Linked DNA regions of Zea mays: region 1 is linked to region 2. The links are chromatin contacts, called in public Hi-C maps. All regions are on one chromosome and are shown on one strand. Each heading gives the region's core, a stretch centred on a gene start, on an enhancer-like site or on the middle of the called end of the contact. The rest is flanking DNA. Distances are from core to core; before and after follow the strand shown. Region 1 holds the start of LOC103626112 (putative G-type lectin S-receptor-like serine/threonine-protein kinase At1g61610). Region 2 holds the start of LOC103626106 (zinc finger CCCH domain-containing protein 44).

What was found. A called contact is a pair of places that touch in the nucleus more often than the background predicts.
Region 1: a Hi-C map of tassel shows a contact between it and region 2, with 2.3 times the contacts expected there. The contact joins the promoter of LOC103626112 here to the promoter of LOC103626106 in region 2. A contact is called at or near these places in 3 of 25 Hi-C or Micro-C datasets (ear, leaf and tassel).

Annotation. Positions count from the first base shown.
Region 1 is chr5:23,983,569-23,986,965 of Zm-B73-REFERENCE-NAM-5.0, reverse strand. LOC103626112 (putative G-type lectin S-receptor-like serine/threonine-protein kinase At1g61610) reads right to left here and starts at 2,095. Exons shown (of 7, transcript XM_020538154.2): 1 at 284-2,095. The coding sequence starts at 1,613. LOC100280540 (actin-2) reads right to left here. Exons shown (of 5, transcript NM_001153459.2): 5 at 3,272-3,397.
Region 2 is chr5:23,710,837-23,713,889 of Zm-B73-REFERENCE-NAM-5.0, reverse strand. It overlaps LOC103626106 (zinc finger CCCH domain-containing protein 44), which reads left to right and starts at 1,744. Exons shown (of 11, transcript XM_008646482.4): 1 at 1,744-2,386; 2 at 2,509-2,588. The coding sequence starts at 1,959. LOC100279875 reads left to right here. Exons shown (of 14, transcript NM_001152828.1): 14 at 12-550. The coding sequence ends at 21.

The DNA of each region.
Region 1 (3,397 bases), core at 846-3,345, 270 kb before region 2:
AATATACGACCCCATTAATTTATTTCTAAAACTTTGATCACTCGTTTTATTTCTAAAACTTTGATCACTCGTTTTATTTCTATTGTTTTAATTTAATTTATCACTTAAGATTGTTTGAGCGTAATTTGAAAATTTACATTTTTGAATATATTTGTGAACGGATGGAGTACAAGGTATTATCAACTCTTAGCTTTTCTTGTTGCAGCCACTAATTGTTTTTTAGAGCTTATTCATGCTCTGATGCTGCGTGGGTAAAAGAAAGAAATAGGAGCAAAAATTATACCACTTGATCTGTTTACTCGAAGGTAAAGATTTTCTCCATCTCCAGTGCGCTTCGCTGTGTCAATCAAATCTCCCATCCATAATAGGCACCTTGTGTCATCCCCGGTGAAAGCCGTGGTGCTGAAATTGGCATAAGCGTAACCTGTGCAGGAGCAGTTGCTAGCGCATTCCGCCGTGCATCCGTCGAAGCTTCTATTCTTGACATGCACGAACTCGTCGGGAATCTTCATGTCCGCCAAAGTTAAGAAACTAGTATCTTCTTCGCCGCATCTTAGTGTCTCCTTGCGGCGGCATCCTTCTGTAAAACTTCCATTGCTCCTGCCTTCGTTGCTTATTGGCTCGAAACTGTCGAGACACTTGCATGTCGCATTAAGCTCTGTGTTATCACAGTACCCAAACGGACCACAATATCCATATGTACTGCATTCATTCATAGGCTGTGCCTCCAGGACGTACCATTCCAAAATGTTGGTGTTCCAGATTAGGATTTCTATCTTTCCTGAGTAGTCCATTTTGATCTTCATGGCAGTTGACGATGAGGAGCCACCGGGTACGCCAAAGGACATATAGACCTCACCGTCGTCGTATTTGCTTATTGTGAGGTAGATAGTGGACTTGAGAATTCCGATATATGACCTGGCTACCAAGTAACTATTCAACACCGGACTTCTCCAGTATGGTCTCGAGCCATTCCTGACAAAGCGCTGCAGGAGCTCGTCAGGATCTGCGCCGTAGGAGAAGCTGCCCGGGGCTGGGTCTTGGGGGCCCTTCCAAGAGACCAGCTGTTGCAGTGCATGCCTACGGTGGGTGACTCTAAATTTCATGCCAGGCAGAAGAGTGTCGGCCGGGTAATCGAAGCTTTGCCATAAGACGGCGCCCTGTGAACTCCAGAGGATGAAGTTTCCAGTGTTGTCAAGCGTGGCTTCTCCGGCGGTGGTCTCCGGCTCCGACGACGCAGCAGCGCTGGTGTTTGCCATCCAAAGCGTCTGGCCGTCCGCGCTGGACAAAACAAGATCGGACGTGTTCGTCAGGGCAAGTGTTGCAGAGGAAGGGTCCGTGATTATTGGGGTTCCACGGTTGGCAACCCACACGACGTTGTCCTTGGGAATGTTGGCGTACCATATACCAACATAGTAGTAGTGTTTCTTGTCCGGGTTGGACGGGGAGAAGAAGCCCAGGGCAAAAGTGCCGTCATCGGAGGTGAGCGTGCTTCCAACAGTCAGCGGCTTGTTGGGAAGGATGCGGCTGTCCGATGATACTGGAGGAGGCAGTAATAAGCTAGACGAGCAAAAACACAGCAAGATGATTCTGTGGATTGGAAGGAGGCCCATTGTTTGCAAGAAAGTAAGGATTCGACCTCTCTAGTGGCTGTGGCTGGTTGGTTGGATGGACACAAGGGCAAAGGCAAAGAAGAGGGTGGTGAGGCTGCTGGCTTGGACATGCCTTGCGGAGTCGGGGGTCAGTAGATATTCCACTCCCGAGCTAGCCCTCCTGCGTTCAAGGATCAACTCGTAAAAGAAAGATCTAGGACGAAACGATGAATAGTGCTGGACTGAATCGTAGAAATGAGATCAACGGGAGAGACGAACAGGCATCGACCTCGAGCTCGATGGAACCGAATCTCACTACCTCGATCAGTGCATCATCGTCGAGGCGGCAGTGATTGAAGGGACGTTCGAATCCTCTTGATCTAAGCGCATCAGTGCAGCTGGTCGAGTTTCTCCAAGGTCGACCCGCTGGAAGACGAAGTATACCCCGAGTGAAGACTTCCGATGAGAGTCATATATGTGGTTTTCAGATGAGTAGCACTGCTAATCCCATCCCATCCATCTATTCATTTCAGGCTTCGGCATCACAATTACTATACTACACAAGTAGGGCCTACGGGTGCAATAATCGCACAGCACAGCGACATGCAACCTCTGTTACCACTGCGCAGCTGTAATCAATAAAGACAAAATATTATATAAACCGAAACTGCAGCTGAATTAAAATTGTACGGCAATCCCTCGTTGAGTGCTGGCTGTGGGGAGGGGGCGGACTTATCTCCTTTGCTTATAGTTGTACATTCCGACCGTCCGACCCGACCCAGCCCAAACCTGAAAGAACCAACCCGTGTAAATTTCGGGCCATCTGACCCGTTTGAATTTTGGTTCGTGCCAGGCCGACTCGGCCTAACCCTCAGCGAATATTGGTTCGTGTCAGGCCGACTCGGCCTAGCCCTCAGTGCAGGGTCTGGGACGTAATTGCTTAAACGTGACAGACTCATTTCGGACGGTCCGAAATTGTAAAAGAACCAAAATTCAATTTTTGGCCCAAAATTCACATTAGGGCCCGAAATTAAAAACAAATTAATAAAACAAATAAAAGATAAGATAAATAAATTTGACCAAAAGCAAACTTAATATTTGTATTAAGTTACCAAAGCTATGCAATGACTACCTCGTTAAAAAATCATTTTGTTAGAACAAAAAAAGAGTAATTAGCTCTATATAGAGTTCGTAAATTCAGTTTATTATCTAATGTTCATAACAAAAGTAAAATTACATCATATACTCTAATTCAAAGCTAAAAACATATAACTAGCATCATCTCTAGCTTGGTGTTTTTTATCAAGTATATAAAATATGGAATGAAGTATGGTTTAAATGAATATATGAGTTTTTTCGTGCCTCTATATGGACCATTTTGTGCCTGCTTTAAATGAGTCGTGCTCGTACCCGCCCATAGGTCGCTCCTCGACTCAAACTCGGCCCGATATATCAGGTCGTGCCGTACCTGGACCTGCTTTTTTCGTGCTTTGGACCAACCCATCAGACCCAACCCAAATATACACTTATACCTGTTCTTTCTCTCTCTTCTTTCTTCCACGCCTGTAGGTCTGCCAACATAAGCAGGACAAGAAAAATCGGAAAAGCAACAGAAACGATGTTGCAACTTGCAAGCGCGAACTTTGCACATTCCAGCTGGCATCCAAGACCCCATAGAATCAAGTAATAATCCAATCAATATATATCAAACCAAACTACATACTTCATACAGTGCTCGGCTGACTCCACAACGTTACCAGAATGGATATATATATATGCGGCTTGTGGCATACACAAAAAACTGC
Region 2 (3,053 bases), core at 495-2,994:
TATTGACGCAGAGCCTGGTAACCGCGGACTAGTGGTTCATCCACTCGGGAAGAGTGGAAAGAGGTTTGGATTGGATGTCCTGGAGCAAACTTGTGTCGGGACTTGGATTACGTGTTTGTGCACTTTGAAAAGCAGATAAAGCTGATGGTGTAAAGCAGCAGTGCCCGGTACCCCACCAGGGTACGTGATGCAGGCAGGGGTGGTGCTGTCTGTGTCGATGCCGTCGTCCTTTTCTGGCGTGGCGCTGCAGACGACCGACGTGTCACGGCGCGTTTGGGTGCGCGGCGCGCGCGCGTCAAAACGTAACAAGTACTAGTACCTACTACTACGTGCCATGCCAGGTGTTGCGTCAAAACGTAACAAGTTTCTCCCTTCCGTTCTTTGTCCGAGCGAGTTTACAAGTACTATACTACCAAAAAGGCCAAAGCGAACCCGCAATTTTCTTATGTATACTAGTAGTAGTGAACTGCTGCACCAACATCCGGTCCACGTAAACATGTGCCTTTTCCGACGTGTATGTTTTATTTAATGGCATGTGTTCACTTGTGCATCTTTTTAGCTGGGTCTTCTTTTCTCCACCCGTCCGCGCCCGCGCACTAAAAGCCAAAGGAGCTTTCGCTATCCCATCTACTACGTACAGTAACAGTACTAGCTAATAAAAAGGCTGTAACGGCGCGTAACCCCCCCGCCTCCAGCTGATCAGTGATCAGAAACCTGCGCGCACGTCACCTTGTTTAGTTTAAGCATCCTTTTAGCTAACTTCCAGTCAACTATCCGGGTAACAGCAAGGCCAGTTTTCATATGGGTTAGAGTGGAGACTAGCCTGACGGTGACGGCTATTAGTTTACCAAGGAGACCAAATACGCACACAGACAATATTAGTTGCCGGTGTGCTGGACTGTCGGGTCCGGACTCCGGAGGGCAGCTGGAAGGTGGGACCTGGGACGAGTCGAGCACACACACACAGCAGGCACAGCACAGCACCCAGAACCAGCATGTGCAGAAAATTCAGGCTGGGGTTGGATACGGTACGTCAGCGAAGCATGTCGTGGCTGCGATGCGCGCAGGCCGGCAATGGTCGCGCTTCGCGAGCAAGGATGGATCGGAGCTTCTGCGGTCTGCCTGCCCATCACGTGCACAAACCGGAGAACGGGCGCGAGAAGTCGTCGAGAACCCACGACCACTATGCCACGCACGGCAAACCGTGTACTGGACCCGCTGCGGCCCAATAAAATGCAGCGACCAACCACGCCACCCCGTCCCGTTCCCGTCGTCCACAGACTACAAGCAAGGCAACACACACGTCTTGGACCTCTAGCTTGTCTCCGGGTCCTCCCGCCGCTCGCCGCTCGCCCAATCGGCAATCGCCGACGACGCCCCCGCCGAGAAACGAGCGTCGAGCGCAGCGCTGCCCCGCCCCGCTTTGCCTTTTTCTCTGTACCCGTGCGCCTGCCGTGTCGTGCCGGTGCGGTGCGGCGCGGTGCGCCCCGCTCCCGGTCCGGCCGGACGCAAAGAGACATTTTATTTTATTTTATCTTTACGAACATCACCAAATCATCAATCATTAATGTATTAGATCTGCCATCATAACCAAAGGTTAATTTCTCAGGACCCAAAAGGCACCCAGACAGACCCCTGACCGCCGCGATTTTTTTTTACTGGAAAAGCCTTCACCTCTTTACGCTAGCCCGCCAGCTTGCTCGCCCCGTTTACCCCCCCTGCCTCTGCCTTCCCCAGCCTCGTATCATCTTCATCACTTTCTCTCTGCCCCAGGCCAGTGCCCACCTCTCGCAGTCCTGTACCTACCAACCACATCATATTCGGGTCCGTGAGCCCGTGGGAGACCGCGCGGCGGCGACGACGAGGCCTCGACCTCGAGCGAGGGTTGGTGGACGTCGACGAGCTAGGGTTAGGCGGGCTTTTGAGCTTAAGCTTGGGTTGGGGGGGCCTGCTGATCCATGGACGGGGGGACCGGCCCGGGCGCCGAGGTGCTCTCTCCCGGCGAGGCCGAGTGGCCCCCAGAGCTCCGCCTCCCGCCGCTGCCCTCCGTGCCGGAGCCCCCAGGGCCGCCCCCGCCCGCCCCCGCCTCCGCTTCGCTGCGACTGCGAAGCGTCGGGGTCGCGCCCCATCTGCACGGGGAGGTCTTTGATGATGACCCGCAGTTCCTCGGATCGATCATGGGGGCCGCGGCCCCGCCCCCGCCCCAGCAGCAGCAGCAGCAGCCCGCCGCCGCGGCACCGGTGAAGAGGAAGAGAGGCAGGCCGCCGAAGAACAGGGACGGTGCGGCGCCGGTGCCTGCGCCGGTGAAGCCGGGGAACAAGAAGGACGAGGAGGAGGTCTGCTTCATCTGCTTCGATGGGGGCAGCCTCGTGGTTTGCGACCGGAGGTGTGTGTGTGTGTCAGTGCGTGCGCGCGCGCGCGCGATTAGCTAGCTGTTGCATCACGTACGGTCAAGTAATGCAGCTTCCGCTTCACTGTGCGTGCTGATAAGCTTCACTTTGCCTTTAGGGGTTGCCCGAAGGTGTACCACCCTGCGTGCATCAAGCGAGACGAATCCTTCTTTCGGTGCCAGGGCAAGTGGGATTGTGGTGAGCTTTTCTCTTGTGGACTGCGCCTTCTTCTCAGTGTTTAACGTCGACTCGTTTCTTCAATAGATGCTGACTAGTACAAATATTAATGCTTAAGTAGATGCCATTATAGCACTTTGACATGCCATAACTTTTGAGATAATGCAAGCCATGAGCTATTGAAGAAATAGGAAATGTTTGAAATAAGTAAGTATACAAACATTTCAAGCAGAAACAGATGCTAATCAATGCATATACTCCCACATTAAATAAATAACTGAATTAGTCAGTTATGGTAATCTCGCCATCTCATTTGGCTCCAGCATGCAAATGGGAGCCGATTCAATGTTACTATGTATATGTTCAATTGGTAGAAGAGGACAAAATCAGCAGGATTTCTGTTGTACTGTGATTCTTTGTTGGAGATTTATGTTTAAACACCGAGCCAAAAGCTATTTGTCAGCGCCCCGCCAAGGGCGTACCCTT